Linked DNA regions of Hordeum vulgare: region 2 is linked to region 1. Evidence: chromatin contacts called from public Hi-C data. All regions are on one chromosome and are shown on one strand. The core of a region is the stretch at or near the end of the contact, and the rest is flanking DNA. Distances in the headings are between cores, read along the strand shown. Region 1 holds the start of LOC123444133 (myb family transcription factor PHL7-like). Region 2 holds the start of LOC123444155 (calmodulin-2).

Region 1 (7,062 bases), core at 3,283-5,782:
AGGATTGGAGTAGGACTCCTCCACCTCCAATTTCGGCCAAACCTTGAGGGTTTGAGGCTGCCTCTTCCCTCCCCCTCCCTCCTATATATACTAAGGTATTAGGGCTGATTTGAGACAACTTTTGCCACGGCAGCCCGACCACATACCTCCATAGTTTTTCCTCTAGATCGCGTTTCTGCGGAGCTCGGGCGGAGCCCTGCTGAGACGAGATCATCACCAACCTCCGGAGCGCCGTCACGCTGCCGGAGAACTCTTCTACCTCTCCGTCTCTCTTGCTGGATCAAGAAGGCCGAGATCATCGTCGAGCTGTACGTGTGCTGAACGCGGAGGTGCCGTCCGTTCGGTACTAGATCGTGGGACTGATCGCGGGATTGTTCGCGGGGCGGATCGAGGGACGTGAGGACGTTCCACTACATCAACCGCGTTCTCTAACGCTTCTGCTGTACGATCTACAAGGGTACGTAGATCACTCATCCCCTCTCGTAGATGGACATCACCATGATAGGTCTTCGTGCGCGTAGGAAATTTTTTGTTTCCCATGCGACGTTCCCCAACATATATCTCCATATGTGGTTTTGGTAATTGATGACAATTCCTATGGACTAATGGTTGCCTTAAGTTACATTCATAGGATTTGTCCATAGGCACTTCTTGAAGTCCATCTGTTGGGTTCAAGGAGTTTATATGATGACCAAGATGGTATTCAAGGTATTATCCAAAGAATGGTCATAGAGATACATGGTTGATCAAGATCTCAGACAAAGAGTAAATCAAGATGATCAACACACAAAGCGTACAAGATGTACCGAGAGGGATCAAGTGATCCCATGGTATGGTAAGCATTGTCCATTACGTGTTTGTGTACTAACCATGGTCTTCGTGAGAGTTCTATGTGGGGGTTAGGTGTGTTTCCATGGGCTTGCGTCAAAGTAAAGATCTCATACAACCCATGAAGTATGACGTCAAGTTGTGATCGTCATCAAGATTGCGATGTGCAAGTTCAAGTGGATCAGCACGAAGATATCATGCTTGAAGCTTGTCGTCCATTGTGGTGGCAATGGACTTGTGAAGATATGCTGAAGAGTGGCTCACCCATAGTGAGTATGGGGGAGCAATCAACTAGTCTTCATCAAGCCAACGCAATCAAGAAAGGTGGTCCATCTTGAGGAAGCCAAGATCATCATCATCTAGCTCAAGAGGACGAGGTGCAAGGTATAGGTTTGCCCTTGATAGGTTTTCTGTTTAGGATAGATTGTTGTACTATCAAGGGGGGCTCTCAAGTGAGTAGCTTGATCGTATCGTTCGTTGAGAGCTCAAACCATTTGCATCCTTGCATCATACTTCTTGGTTCTTATTTGGTGTTTCTCTTTGTGAGTTTTAGAGCTTATGGTCATCTTCGTGACAAGCTTGAGTTCATCAAAAACGAAGTCCATATGCATCTACTATGATGTTTTCGATGTTGGAGTTTTTGCCGGTTCTTCATTCATAGAGGACTCACATCTATATATCATTGGCATTTTCATATCTGCATGGTCGCTGTTTGGATAGCTCTTGTCGTCCTGAATCCAACAAGCTTGGGTTTGCTCGATTCTGAGCTCGTATGCGAAAGTTATGGCTGTTTCAGTGGCGAGCGATAGTACCGCTGGACCTAGCGGTAGTACAGCTAGAGTTGGCGGTAGTACCGCTGGCCCTAGCGGTAGTACCGCTAGAGCTGGCGGTAGTACCGCTGTCCCAGCGGTAGTACCGCCCCTGGCCAGCGGTAGTACCGCTCCAAGCTTTTAGTACCGTCATCTTTGCGGTTGTACTGCGTCGGACATTTTTGCGAAGACTTTCTTGGCGGTGGTTGGCCCGGTAGTATCTTTGCGCTACCATGGGCTCAGCGGTAGTACCGCTGCAGCCAGCGGTAGTACCGCCGGAGGGTCAGCGGTAGTACCGCTGGGCTCGGGCTGTAAGTGGGGGGTAACGGTCTGATTCCTTCCCCCACTATATAAAGGGGGTCTTCTTCCCCCTTGGCCTTATTTATCCGTTGAGCTCTTGTTCTACCTCCATTGTTGACATTCTTAGAGCTTGCTTACTCTCAATACCTCCAATGCTTCTTGCTTGTTCTTGAGAGAAAAGAGAGAGGAGATCTAGATCCACATTTCCACCAATCACTTTCTCCTTTATGTGAGGGGAACCCCTTGGATCTAGATCTTGGAGTTCTTTGTGAGCTCCTTGTTCTTCCTCTCATATTTCTCCATAGCTTTTGTTGTTGTGGAGGGATTTGAGTGTGAGGGACTTGACCACTTCGTGTGTTCTTGCCATTGCATTGGTTGCATCGGTTTGAGTTCTCCACGGTGATACGTGGAAGTGAAGTTTGAGAAGCTTATTACCTTTGATACTTAGTACCCTAGATATTGTTCTTCGTGGATGCTTTGGCGTCCTAGAAGCTTGGTGGTGTCTCGGAGCTCAATCATTGTGGTGTGAAGCTTCGGGCAAGCGTCGGGGTCTCCAATTAGGTTGTGGAGATTGCCCCGAGCAATTTGTACGGGTACCGGTAACCGCCCCCAAGGGTTGTCACGTGTACGGGTTCGATGACCGCCCCCAAGGTTTGCCATTTGTACGGGTTCGGTGACCGCCCTCAAGGGTCCCTTAGTGGAATCACGACATTATGCATTGTGCGAGGGCGTGAGGAGATTACGGTGGCCTTAGTGGCATCTTGGGGAGCATTGTACCTCCACACCGCGCCAACGGAGATTAGCATCCGCAAGGGTGTGAACTTCGGGATACATCATCGTCTTCGCGTACCTCGGTTATCTCTTACCCGAACCCTTTACTTATGCACTTTACTTTGTGATAGCCATATTGTCTCTTGTCATATATCTTGCTATCACTTAGTTGTTTATCTTGTTTAGCATAAGTTGTTGGTGCACATAGGTGAGGCTAGTTGTTTGAGATTTTGTGCTTGACATATTAAACGTTAGTTTTATTCCGCATTTGTTCAAACCTAAACCTTAATTATTTTAAAGCGCCTATTCACCCTCTCTAGGTGACATCCACGTCCTTTGAGACACGGATCCATTAACACGTTGAACGAATGAAGACGACCGTTTGGTGTGGTACAGTAATAAATAGGAGTTGGCTAATAGAGAATCCGCTGCCAAAACCCCGAATACTTGCAACGCCAAAGCGGGCTCCTTTCCTTTGATGACGCTTTTGCAGCCGATGGCGTCGCCGTCCGGTCGAATTGATCCGCGCCGCTGCCGGCCCCCCGGGGCCTGTCAACTGGAGCCTGCCATCTCCTCCGTGTCGCTCCCGGGCCGGCCGGCCCCGGCCACAGTCCAAGGAAATTTTCAGTGCTACCTGAAGCAAACTGGCAGGGGCAGGTGACCCACCGACCAGACTCCAGGGCGCTGCGTTGAAGGTTGAACAGATCGATATCTATCGTAAAACGGAAGTCCACGCCTTTCTACTTTATCATTTTATTTTTTTTAAAATCCTCCGCGCGCATGCAGCGACGGAGGGTTGATGCATACGAGATGAGATGAGATGACCTGTCGCCCAAGCTTTCTTCTTCCTCGTGGCGGGGGCCTCGCCTCTGCGTTTCTTGTCCAAACCCTCGTCGCTTTTGAGGTACTTTTGCTGGTGAGTCCGAGAGTGCTCGCATCGCAAATCACAATGATTTTTCCGTTCGAGGTCACCTCCCTTTGCCCCCCTTTGCCGTTAGATAGATAGATAGATAGGGGCATCATGGGTGGCCGGCGTTCCCCCTCCTTTCTTCCCCTTGAATCCTTCCTGGGCCATGATTGTACCGGGATCGCTTGCGTCGCACACACTTCTTCCCAGGATCTTTATCTCAGAAAAATAAAAATAAAAAAAAACTTCTTCCTAGATCCTCCTCCGATCGCTGGAACTTTCCAGCTGTATTTTGTAGGCGCGGAGTTATTCGTCTCCCGTTTTGTTCGTCGTGGCAGGGTCTGCTTTTGGGCCGTTTCCAGTTCCCTTCCAGCAACGGGCAAGCATGCATTTTGTTACGTTTTGCCAGCGGTAATAAATGCACGGAAGCGCCTAGCAAGACACGGCTGGGGACTCATGAATGCACGTGCGCCCGGTCCGATGATGGCAAGCGAGGGAAGGGCATGGCGCTGTGCGCCACGTGACGGAGGACGGACGGAGTAGACGGGCTGGGAATGGGACGGGATGGAATGGCAGCGGGGAATCTGCCATCAATGCGGCGCGGCCCCGAAGATTCTCGCGGGTTAAGCAAAGCACAGTCCCCGCAGTCGAACAGTGTCCCCGGCGACGGAAAGCCGTGCTCGCCGCGGCAAACAAACAAAGATCTGGTACAGTGCCACTGCCACTGCCACATCACTAGCGGGTGCTGCTAGTAGCTCGCTGACAGGTCAGGACCCAGGGGGCCGCGGGGCCAGGGCCGGGGGCAGTACTGGTGGATAGGCCCGCCCGGGCCGGCCCACGGTGCGCATCGGAGGGGGAGAATGGTGTAAAAGATCTGTCTGTGTGTTGTGTGTGTGTCTCCGTTCCCAAGCCCTCCGCTCTCGCGGCGTCGCTTTCGCCGGACACCACCACCAGCCGCTTTCCCCTCCCCTCCCCTCCCATTCCCGTTCGCACCACCACCGCTCCCATCCTCGCCTCCCCGCCCGGACCCCAGCGCCCGATTGGGGCATCCGCCTGATTGGCCCTCCACAGCAGCACGCAGCAGCAGCAGCATTTGATTCCCTCTCTCTTTCTCTCTCTATCTCTCTCTCTATCCCCCCGACGAGCGCGGCGCACCTGCGACTGCGAGGAGGCCCCGGTCCCGGTCGCGGCGGCGGCGGCGGCGTCCTTCTTCCGTGCCGGTAAGTAAGCGCCGGCTCCCAGCTCTTCCGCCCCCCATGCCTTTCCCGGTCTCTTACTGAATTCAGGCGTGTCTGCTAGTCAGGGGCGAGGAGGGGGCGGGAAGGGGTTCTGTCTGTTCTGCCCGTGTCTTCCGTGAGGTCGAGATCGCGGCTCGGCGAGGCGTATTGCGGCGGAATTGTGTACCAGGGGCCGGTGAGTGAGTGGCGCTCCTCTCTTGCTAGTGGCGAGCGTAGTCAGTGTGAATTTTACTGACCTCGGAGTGGATTTCCTGGTGTTCCTCGTGAGATTTCCATTCCGTTTGCTGCGGGTGGATGTGAGAAGCGCGGTATTAAATAAATTAAAAACATGGGCAGGGAGGGAGATCACGTTTGGGCGGTGGCGTCGCTTCTGACGTGTTTCTGTGGTGCGAGTAGTGTTTCGGCGATTTCCTTGCTCGTAAGCTTGTTTTGGTTTATGAGCCGTGCGTCGCTGTTCTTGTGCCGGCTTGTGCGATTCTGAGGCCGGAAAAGGCTAGGTTGGATTTTTGTGATGGACATGGTATTTGCGTATGGCCGTGATCTCGATCCAATCGGTTTGATGTATTTTGTACTTGTAGCGTAATTTGGTGATAATCGTCGGATTGGAACCGCTGCTTCCATCAGACTGGCCTTTGGGAGGTGTTCTGTGTAGGGACCTTCTATTGGCATTTGGGAATGACTGAGATTACCTCCAGGGCAGCTGATTCTTTTTTTTCCCCTTTCTTTCAGAGAAGGGATTGCCCTCAGCGTCGTTAACGAAATTTAATTGCGGTTTTTAAGGGCAGAGCAGAGCTTTTTCTTTTTGATGGGAAGGGCAGAGCAGAGCTGTAGTTCCATCCAACATACACGTTGTAAGCAAAATAAACCAGAAGCGCAGCGATAAAATAACATAGCAACTCTCTGTCAACAAACACATTACATAGCAACGAGTTATCAGATTGTTACTACCTCGCTTCAGGAACCACAGGCTCCATTCAGCATTTTACCACAAACTCTATCTGCTGGTGATTCTTCGACATACTGGCGCCAAGCTGCTATCAGTGCCCGGTGCTATTAGTTTTATTTGTCAAACTTTTAGTCTCAGTTGCTGCGTTCAGTTAAGCTAGCTGAACTGGTCTTCGTCTTTTGCTTGAATATTTTTTTTATGTTCCTTCCATGTGGAATTCAGTTAGCAGCCTGGGATGAACTTGTGTTCTTAATGTGATTTGGAGAGGTTATAAAATTGCTCTATTGTCGTTGGCTATTTGGATATTTTGATAGTACCGCTAGAATAAAGATTTTATGTTTTTAGTTACGGTGCTCTGTTGTGTCAATATTGTCTTCCATGTTCAGTGTCGCCCACTTTGCTTATTTACTTGTAGCAGTAGTCCTTTGAGTATAAAAGGCATATTTTCTGAAAAGAGTAGGAGACTTGCCAACTTTTCGAGATCTTGGAATAAATACGCTGACCAAGATTTCCTGAACTGACGACGAGTTCTCCTTGTACCAGAAAAATATGTCGCCTTGCTTACATTCTACCATCAACTTGATATATTCTGTTAGATATACAGGATGGCATCATAATGTAGACTTGTTTCATCCTAAATTATAACATTTCTTGGCCTTACTGATGTGTATGACAATTTCTTACAATTGTTGCAGTACTCTCATGATGTACCATGCTAAGAACTTTTCTGTGCCCTTTGCACCACAGAGGGCTCAGAATAGTGAGCATGTAAGTAATATTGGAGCTTTCGGTGGATCCAACATAAGCAACCCTGCTAATCCTGTAGGGAGTGGGAAACAACGTCTAAGATGGACTTCAGATCTCCATAGTCGCTTTGTGGATGCAATTGCACAACTTGGTGGACCAGATAGTGGGTATTCTCTCTCATGATTTTTTTCTGGTTTTACTTGATATGGTGTATTGAGTGTCATATATATTACGTTGTTGGTTCATTCTGTTTGGCCTCTCACGAACCTTGTCAGCAGCACAAATTCCGAGTGAAAATACTTTTAGATGGTATGGAACAATGCATATCTAGAACCTGCAATTTGGTGGTTTTATGTTGAATCCATTGTGTATCACCATATTAGCAAACTGAAGTTTAATCTAATTGCAACATTCATGTATGAGCACATGTGTGCATTTTTTCAGCATAATATTGAGTATTTCAGGTCATGGGATGTTAACGCACAAGTTTGTCCGATCAAACCGAAATGCATATTC
Region 2 (7,365 bases), core at 1,013-3,512, 370 kb after region 1:
GACAAAAAGGGAAAAGGGTGGGAACGGATGATACTTTGCTGTTTTTTCGTAATATAGTAGCAGATGCTTCGCCGTTCTAACAAGAAATAAACCGCTTTGCACAAAGCTCTGATTCTCCCAGGCAATGGTACAAGACAAAGCCAGATCATTTATAGAGGCCCGACAATATTCCCTCTCTTCATTCTCTCAGCTCTCTGCAACGGTTTCGTGATAAGCCCACGGGCCTTTTCGTCGCGAGACGGGAAAAAAAATGCCCATTTCCACATGCTTGCTGGGCTAACAGGGCCGGCCCCAGCAAAACGCATCGCTTTCGGCTCGAAACAGCGCGTTGATAGCCACGTCGTCAGGAAGAAAAAGATAACGACGACGACAGCGTGTTGAGGTCAGTCTTGACCTGAGCTTCTTGCGTGTCTCCTGTCCTGTGTGCGATGGACCGATGTCTGATCTGACGGTGACGGAGCAGTGACCTGGTCCATCGCCTTGACTCGTCCGCCTCTCCTTCCTCCCAACGCTTGAGATAAATGCCAACCGCGACTTTGCTGCGACTTTGAGGAGGAAAAACAACGGACCGCAAGGAATTGATTTATATCGGACATCAAGTCTCCCTGCAAGAGGAAAAGGAAGATGTAGAAACGGAGCAGAAATTGTTTGAAGAACTGAAAACAAAAAATAACTCTGGACCGGAGCAAGCTCGTATCGAATTTTCGAGCCGAACCTCATTGAATGGACAAATTATGTAGTACTGGATATTACCTAATGCAAGTAGGGTTCTGAATCCACTATCGGCGACGAATCCGTATAATTTTTCTTTTTGAATTCATCTTCAAATCCGAATTTTATTCATGTTGTGCATATATTATATCCATGATGATGAATTTTCCACGACATTTAAAGGTAGCAACCGCGGTCAGATGCACGGCAAGCCGTAGCGCATCAGACACTTTCCCTATTAATGAAACATGTAACCTTACTAGTTGTTCGGTTAACAGTGCTTTATAACATGCAACATGGCACTCAAAGTCAAGTAAGCATAATTGCAACTTAATTTGAGTAATGGAAACCGGAAGGATAATCAATTTTTTTCATTTTATTTCTTTTATAATCATTGACACACATGTCAACTACTCCCACCGTTTCCAAATATAACTATCTTTAGAGATTTTAATACTGATTACATACGGATGTATATATACATGTTTCAGAGTATAGATTCAATCGTTTTGCTTTGTATGTAGTCAATATTAAAATCTTCAAAAGGTTTTATATTTAGAAATGTACCCTGTTCAAAAATTCGTTCGATTAACCAATTAATTTGCCGATTAACCCCTACTCATAAGATCACCGAGTAATCGATTAAGTGGTAAATCGCCCGATTAATTGATTACATGGGCGATTAACTTACCGATTAGACTATTAATCCCGTACTCGTCAACCAACCGAGCAGCTACCAGTTAACGATTTCCTCAACAATGAAAATGAGGGGAGTATACTAGTTCCAAACTATTCATATGTCTGCCCTTTGTCCGTCTTTTCCCTTTGCAACCCAGGAAGAATGGAAGGAAATCCTTCGATAACAATTCTTCCTTAGTTGAAGAAATGGTATTCGATGCCCGTGGAAACTCTTTCATTTAAACAAATGTTCTTCTTAGGAAGCAAATCACATTTTCTATTGAATTGTCCACTAGCCCAGACCTATGTAGATTTAATATTATGCATCACCACATGTTCCCAAGGACTAGCAAAATCGAAATAGTATTTTTTTTATCATTCTCTTTTCTTGCTTAGCCCTTTATCTCCTTTGGGATGCTTCACACACCGTTATAGTTTTTCATCGTCGACATGGTAAAGAATGGACATACAATCACTCACAACCATCATCTACCAGCTCTTCACCGTAGGGGTCCTTCCGAACTCTCGCTACCAAGTCTTTGTTAATCTACAACCGATGTTATTCTAACGAAAACAACTTGAAACTCAACGGAGCCTAAAAGTGATTCCTAAACCACTAAACCATATACAAAGAATAAACACGGAAACCATGGTTGCGCAATCGGAGTATGGATGGAACCATAGATTGCCAAGGATCCAAGCAAGGAAAAAGGGCCAAGAGGAGGGAATAAAAAAAAGGAAAGGGGAAGAAAAAGAAAAGGAAAAAGCAAAAAGCAAAGGGAAACTGGATACACGGCCCGCGGCTCCAGGAAACAAACCTTCCCCCTCGCCAGCCGCCACCGGTCTATAAAACCCAGCCCACGGGGGCACGCACAGGCCATCATTCCCCACCACCGAGCCCGGTTTATTCCCCCCTTCGCGCAGCCGCCCCCGTGTCTCGTGCGCACCTTCTCGAAGCTTCCTCCCCCATGGCGGACCAGCTCACCGACGAGCAGATCGCCGAGTTCAAGGAGGCCTTCAGCCTCTTCGACAAGGATGGCGACGGTACCCCCCCCCCCCCCTCTCCCCCTCCCCCCGCTCTCCCGCGCCCGGCCGGATCGTGCTCGGGCGGCCCCCGATCCGGCCGAATTGGGTTTTTGTCCCGGAGCGCTGTGGCTAGGGCTCTAGATCCGGGCGGCCATGCCTGGGCTGTGTGGTCGTTTTAGGACTTTCGCGTTGTTCTGGCCCTGCGCGGGATGGATGCTTGCATCCGGTGGGATCGTTCGTTTGCTCTGGCTAGCTGTTTGTTCTGTGCCCGACTGCAGGCCGTTTGTCTTGTTGAGGCGATTCGGTTCATGGCTGTAGGATTTGGGGCTGCTCCTGTGCGAGGAGCAGCGACTGGCTGCATTTAGGAGCTAGGGTTTAGAGCTGTCGAGTGTTTCGGAATTTGCAGTGATACAGATGCGAATCAGGTTGTTCTTCGTGTACTACCACAAACAACAAAGGTTAAATGCTCTAGCAGGGTAGCACGAGTAGCTCTTAGGCATTCCCGTTGCTGGTAGTTGGGCCAGTTGAGGGTTCTGTGTGGTTTTTAATGATAGGGTCGAATGCACCAACGGTTGGACCTGATGGACAATTTGATGCGTTGATCTGGTTGTGATCTACAGTACTAGTGGCTGCTTGATGTCAAGGATTAGTAAGGATTCGGGGTTGCGATTAGCTCTCCTTTGTATAACCTGACACTCAAGAGACTTTGTGGTTACAGTATGATCTAGCTTCTGACAGCGTATAACTCGGAGATCTAGTGTTAACCGTCTAGTCTAAGACCAACATTTGATTTGTCGATTCCTCTTTTCTAGTAGTGTCAAAGCTCATTTCTGCAATATTTAATACTACTCTAGTTATTTCCTTGCTTGGTAGTAGTATGCATGATGACTTGTTGAATTGTATGTTGACTTCTGATTTCATCATTTGTTAATGAGCAGCAAGAACTACATCATTATTTACTTGATGGGATACAACCTGATTAATGCTAAAACCTAAGCATTGCCTTCTTAAGGCTTCTGCGTGTACGCCGTCCATCATTTCTTCAGATGATCCATAAATTGATTTCTAGAATTCAATATGTTGGAATGAACATCAGTGACACATTAGGAATGCGTCTGGCAAGTTGGACCTATCTTTTTGTTCCCTCATGTTACCCTGTCGGACTATAATATTTAAACTGTACTGCTTATACTGCAAGACAGACACATAGTACTTGTTTAGATCCATGTTTGTTTAAGAACCCCGCCCGTTGCAACTTGCAGCTCCTTGTGGTTACATTATGTAAGTGGCCAACATGCTGATTAGTGGTACTATCATTATGCCATATCCTGTGTTGTTAGGACATTAACAAAGATAGTCCCACATTGCCTAAACAGACCAATTCTTAAATCCCTGGTAGTTAACTTATTCTTGTTTTATTTCGTAGTGCTGAGCAAATGCTTATCGATATTTGATTTTGTGCAGGTTGCATCACCACCAAGGAGCTCGGAACCGTGATGCGATCCCTTGGGCAGAACCCCACGGAGGCGGAGCTGCAGGACATGATCAACGAGGTTGATGCGGACGGCAACGGCACCATCGACTTCCCAGAGTTCCTGAACCTGATGGCGAGGAAGATGAAGGACACGGACTCGGAGGAGGAGCTCAAGGAGGCCTTCCGCGTGTTCGACAAGGACCAGAACGGCTTCATCTCGGCTGCAGAGCTGCGCCATGTGATGACCAACCTCGGGGAGAAGCTGACGGACGAGGAGGTGGACGAGATGATCCGGGAGGCGGACGTGGACGGCGACGGCCAGATCAACTACGAGGAGTTCGTCAAGGTCATGATGGCCAAGTGAGGGGGGCGGGGCGGGCCCTCCCACGGAAAATAAGCTTTAGTTTGCTCTCAAGTGGATTGGAAATTTGGAAATGCCAGACAGACTCGAAAGTTGTATTTTGTGCTGTGTGATCGTTTTTTAAGCACTGTTGGGTAGCTGGTGGGGTTATCTCTGTGTAGCGGTGTAGTCGTGTGGAGCAACATTGGATTACCTGGTTTCTTTTGGTTTGTGGCACTCATCCTGCGCCTGTTTGGTCTCTGTCTTGTCATGGGATTTAGGGTCTCTGCACCAGGTTGTGCGGGATGCTTGCTTTATTTGAATGGGGGCGTTTGACAACTCGGGTCATAGTTTTCGCTGAACTTCTCTGCGCTCGCGCTTGTTCCTAACAAGTTCGGATTTCTTTAGGAGTTCCTGTAGTCTTTTACGAACAAAACTAATAAAATGGGAAAAATAATAATGACAAATGGTGGAATGGATGGCGTTTAAGAACTTAGTTTTCGCTGAACTGCTCTGCGCTCACACTTGTTCCCAACAGGTTTAAATTCGATATATTTTTTGAAGAAAACACAAATGCAGAATACAGGTTGGTATGATTGAAATCAATAATTATGGGAAATGGTGGCCACGACAGCGAAACCAAGAGTTGCATTGTTTGAATCTCGACAGGGTAATGGTGCCAGGCTGCATGATCGGGGCTGGGTTGGCTGCTGCCTGGCTCAGCGATTCCCCGCTGTATTATTTCCACGGGCGACCGGAATCACTGGTCACTACTTGTATGTTTTGTATGAACCAGTCCGAAGGTGCGTGCCAGCTCCTTGAAATTATTCCTTTGTCCCTTCGAAGCTGGCCGTCATTTTCGCTTTTAAATATAAGTTTTTAAAAAAAAAATCCTAGGACACTACGTAAGGATGTATACAGATACATTTTAAGGTGTAAATCTATTTATTTTGCTTCGTTTTAGTAAAATCTTGAAAAAATGTATATTTAAAAACGAAGAAATTATGTACTCCCTTCGTTCCTAAATACTATAAGTCTTTCTACAAGTTTTACGAGTGAACTACATACGGATGTATATAGACATACTTTAAACTATAGATTCACTCATTTTGCTTCGTATGTGGACCACTAGCGAAATCTGGAGTAGTATTTAGGAACGGAGGGAGTAGTAAAGTTTCTCATTTTTAAGATAATAAAAAGGAAATCTTCATGTCAAAAGAAAAGCTTCATCATTACGAGCAGCCCGGACATGAATTAGGCCAATCAATCAGGCCACTTCCTACCCAACTCCCCTCCAGCAGCTTTGCTCTGGCTCTGCCATGGCGGCCAAGCTGACCCGGGAGCAGGCGGACGAGTGCAAGGAGGTGTTCGACCTGTTCGACGGCGACGAGGACGGCCGCATCGCCGCGGGCGAGCTGGTCACGGCGCTCCGCTCGCTGGGCCAGAACGTGGACGAGGCCGAGGCGCGGGGCTTCCTCGAGGACGCGGGCGCGGGCGCGGGCGCCGCCGCCGTCGACCTCCCCACGTTCCTGGCCGTGGCGGCGCGCAAGGCCAACGCCGGCGTGTCGGCCAAGCGCCTGGTCGAGTGCCTCGACGCCTTCGACGACGACGGGAGCGGCGTCATCCCCGCGGAGCAGCTGCGGCAGGTGATGCTGACCCACGGCGACCGGCTGACGGAGGAGGAGGCCGACGAGCTTGTCCGCAAGGCCGACCCCCGCGGCGAGGGCCGCGTCCAGTGCAAGGAGCTCGTCAAGGTGCTCATGAACAACAAGTGATCCTCCCGTCGGTCGACGGGCCGAGCGGAGCCATCTTCCCCGCTTCTTCCCTTCTCTGATCGATCGATCTGGGGAGTGATGGATTGCTCTTGGGTGATGAAAATGGCGCCATGTTTCTGAATCTTGTGCCGTGACGGTGTTACTGTGATGCTGGATCGATGTGAATGCTCTGCGCATGCAAAGTTCTGGCTGCAATGTGTATGTGTACTGCATTTCTTTCGTTTGTATGTATAATAGTTGTACGTATACACGAATCGCATATGTGATGAAGATTCTGCACATGTATCAAAGGCATTGGCAGTGCAGATCCAGTGCGCTGCTTCCTTGGTTTCGTTAGTGGAATCGGAAGGACTCGAAAATGAGTATTTACATTCTCCACCGTTTCAATTTACTTCGAATGTTTGTTTCTTGACGGGATTTGCTTCGCATATCAGTACTGTCTTGAGTTAAACTTCACAAATTTTGAGCAAATTTACAGAAAAATTATCACCATCTTTAGTATCAAATCAATACCATTAGATTCATCATTGAATATAGTATCACATCATATATATTTGTCGTTGTACGCATATGGAGAAAGAGGTGATATACTACATGCACAGAGGATGTGTAGATGGAGGGATGTGGCATACATTTAACAAGAGGGAGGAAGAATCCTCCATGAAGAGCTTTACTTCTTCTGTTTTGGAAAATTACGAACTTCGTTTGGCAGGCCTTCGCTCATATTGAGGTTAGACTAGAAGTGGTGAATCGCCGGCTTCTTCATTTGCCGGTGAATGCGTAGGGTACGTGTTGGAGCCGGTTGATCCCCTCCCATTTGCTCCGGTAGGGATGTTAGGATTTGAAGGTAGCAGTTGCATCAATAAATCTCTCACTCTTTCGATGTGTGGACGACGGTGACGATCTGGGTTGACACACATGAGCCCGATCTCCAGCACACTTTTGAGTTCACCGTCAAACTGGCCTCTCAGCCCTTTGTCAGCCGCACAAAGAATTGTATTGTTCTCCTGACATTTCAAGACCTTCTCGATAAGGCTGTTCTTGTCATCGGTCTCTATGGTTGGTTTTTCACCGCAGACAATCTCGAGCAACATCACGCCTAAGCTGTAGACATCAGATTGCCCACATGTCTTTCCGGGCTCAATATTTTTCTTTTTAGAAAAGGAGGTTAAACCTTCCGGTCTCAATATATGCCGGGTCGATGTATGTTCGAGTCCCAATTATATTCATTGTCGCGCGCGAGGTTTGGGTATGGTTGGCTTCCGTCACCAGCCCAAAGTCAGACAGTTTGGCATTGAAGTCCATGTCTAGCATTACATTACCTGGCTTGATATCTCTATGCACGATGGACTTGGGACACT

Evidence for each region. Hi-C and Micro-C count contacts between places; a contact is called where the count stands out from the background.
Region 2: a contact with region 1 is called in a Hi-C map of seedling, with 3 times the contacts expected there. The contact joins the promoter of LOC123444155 here to the promoter of LOC123444133 in region 1. A contact is called at or near these places in 3 of 6 Hi-C or Micro-C datasets (leaf and seedling).

The regions. Positions count from the first base shown.
Region 1 is chr1H:448,311,983-448,319,044 of MorexV3_pseudomolecules_assembly, forward strand. It overlaps LOC123444133 (myb family transcription factor PHL7-like), which reads left to right and starts at 4,533. Exons shown (of 7, transcript XM_045120763.1): 1 at 4,533-4,835; 2 at 6,495-6,709. The coding sequence starts at 6,502.
Region 2 is chr1H:448,681,083-448,688,447 of MorexV3_pseudomolecules_assembly, forward strand. It overlaps LOC123444155 (calmodulin-2), which reads left to right and starts at 2,263. Exons shown (of 2, transcript XM_045120788.1): 1 at 2,263-2,433; 2 at 3,880-4,470. The coding sequence starts at 2,358. The coding sequence ends at 4,253. LOC123413634 (probable calcium-binding protein CML9) reads left to right here and starts at 5,421. Exons shown (of 1, transcript XM_045106573.1): 1 at 5,421-6,416. The coding sequence starts at 5,549. The coding sequence ends at 6,004.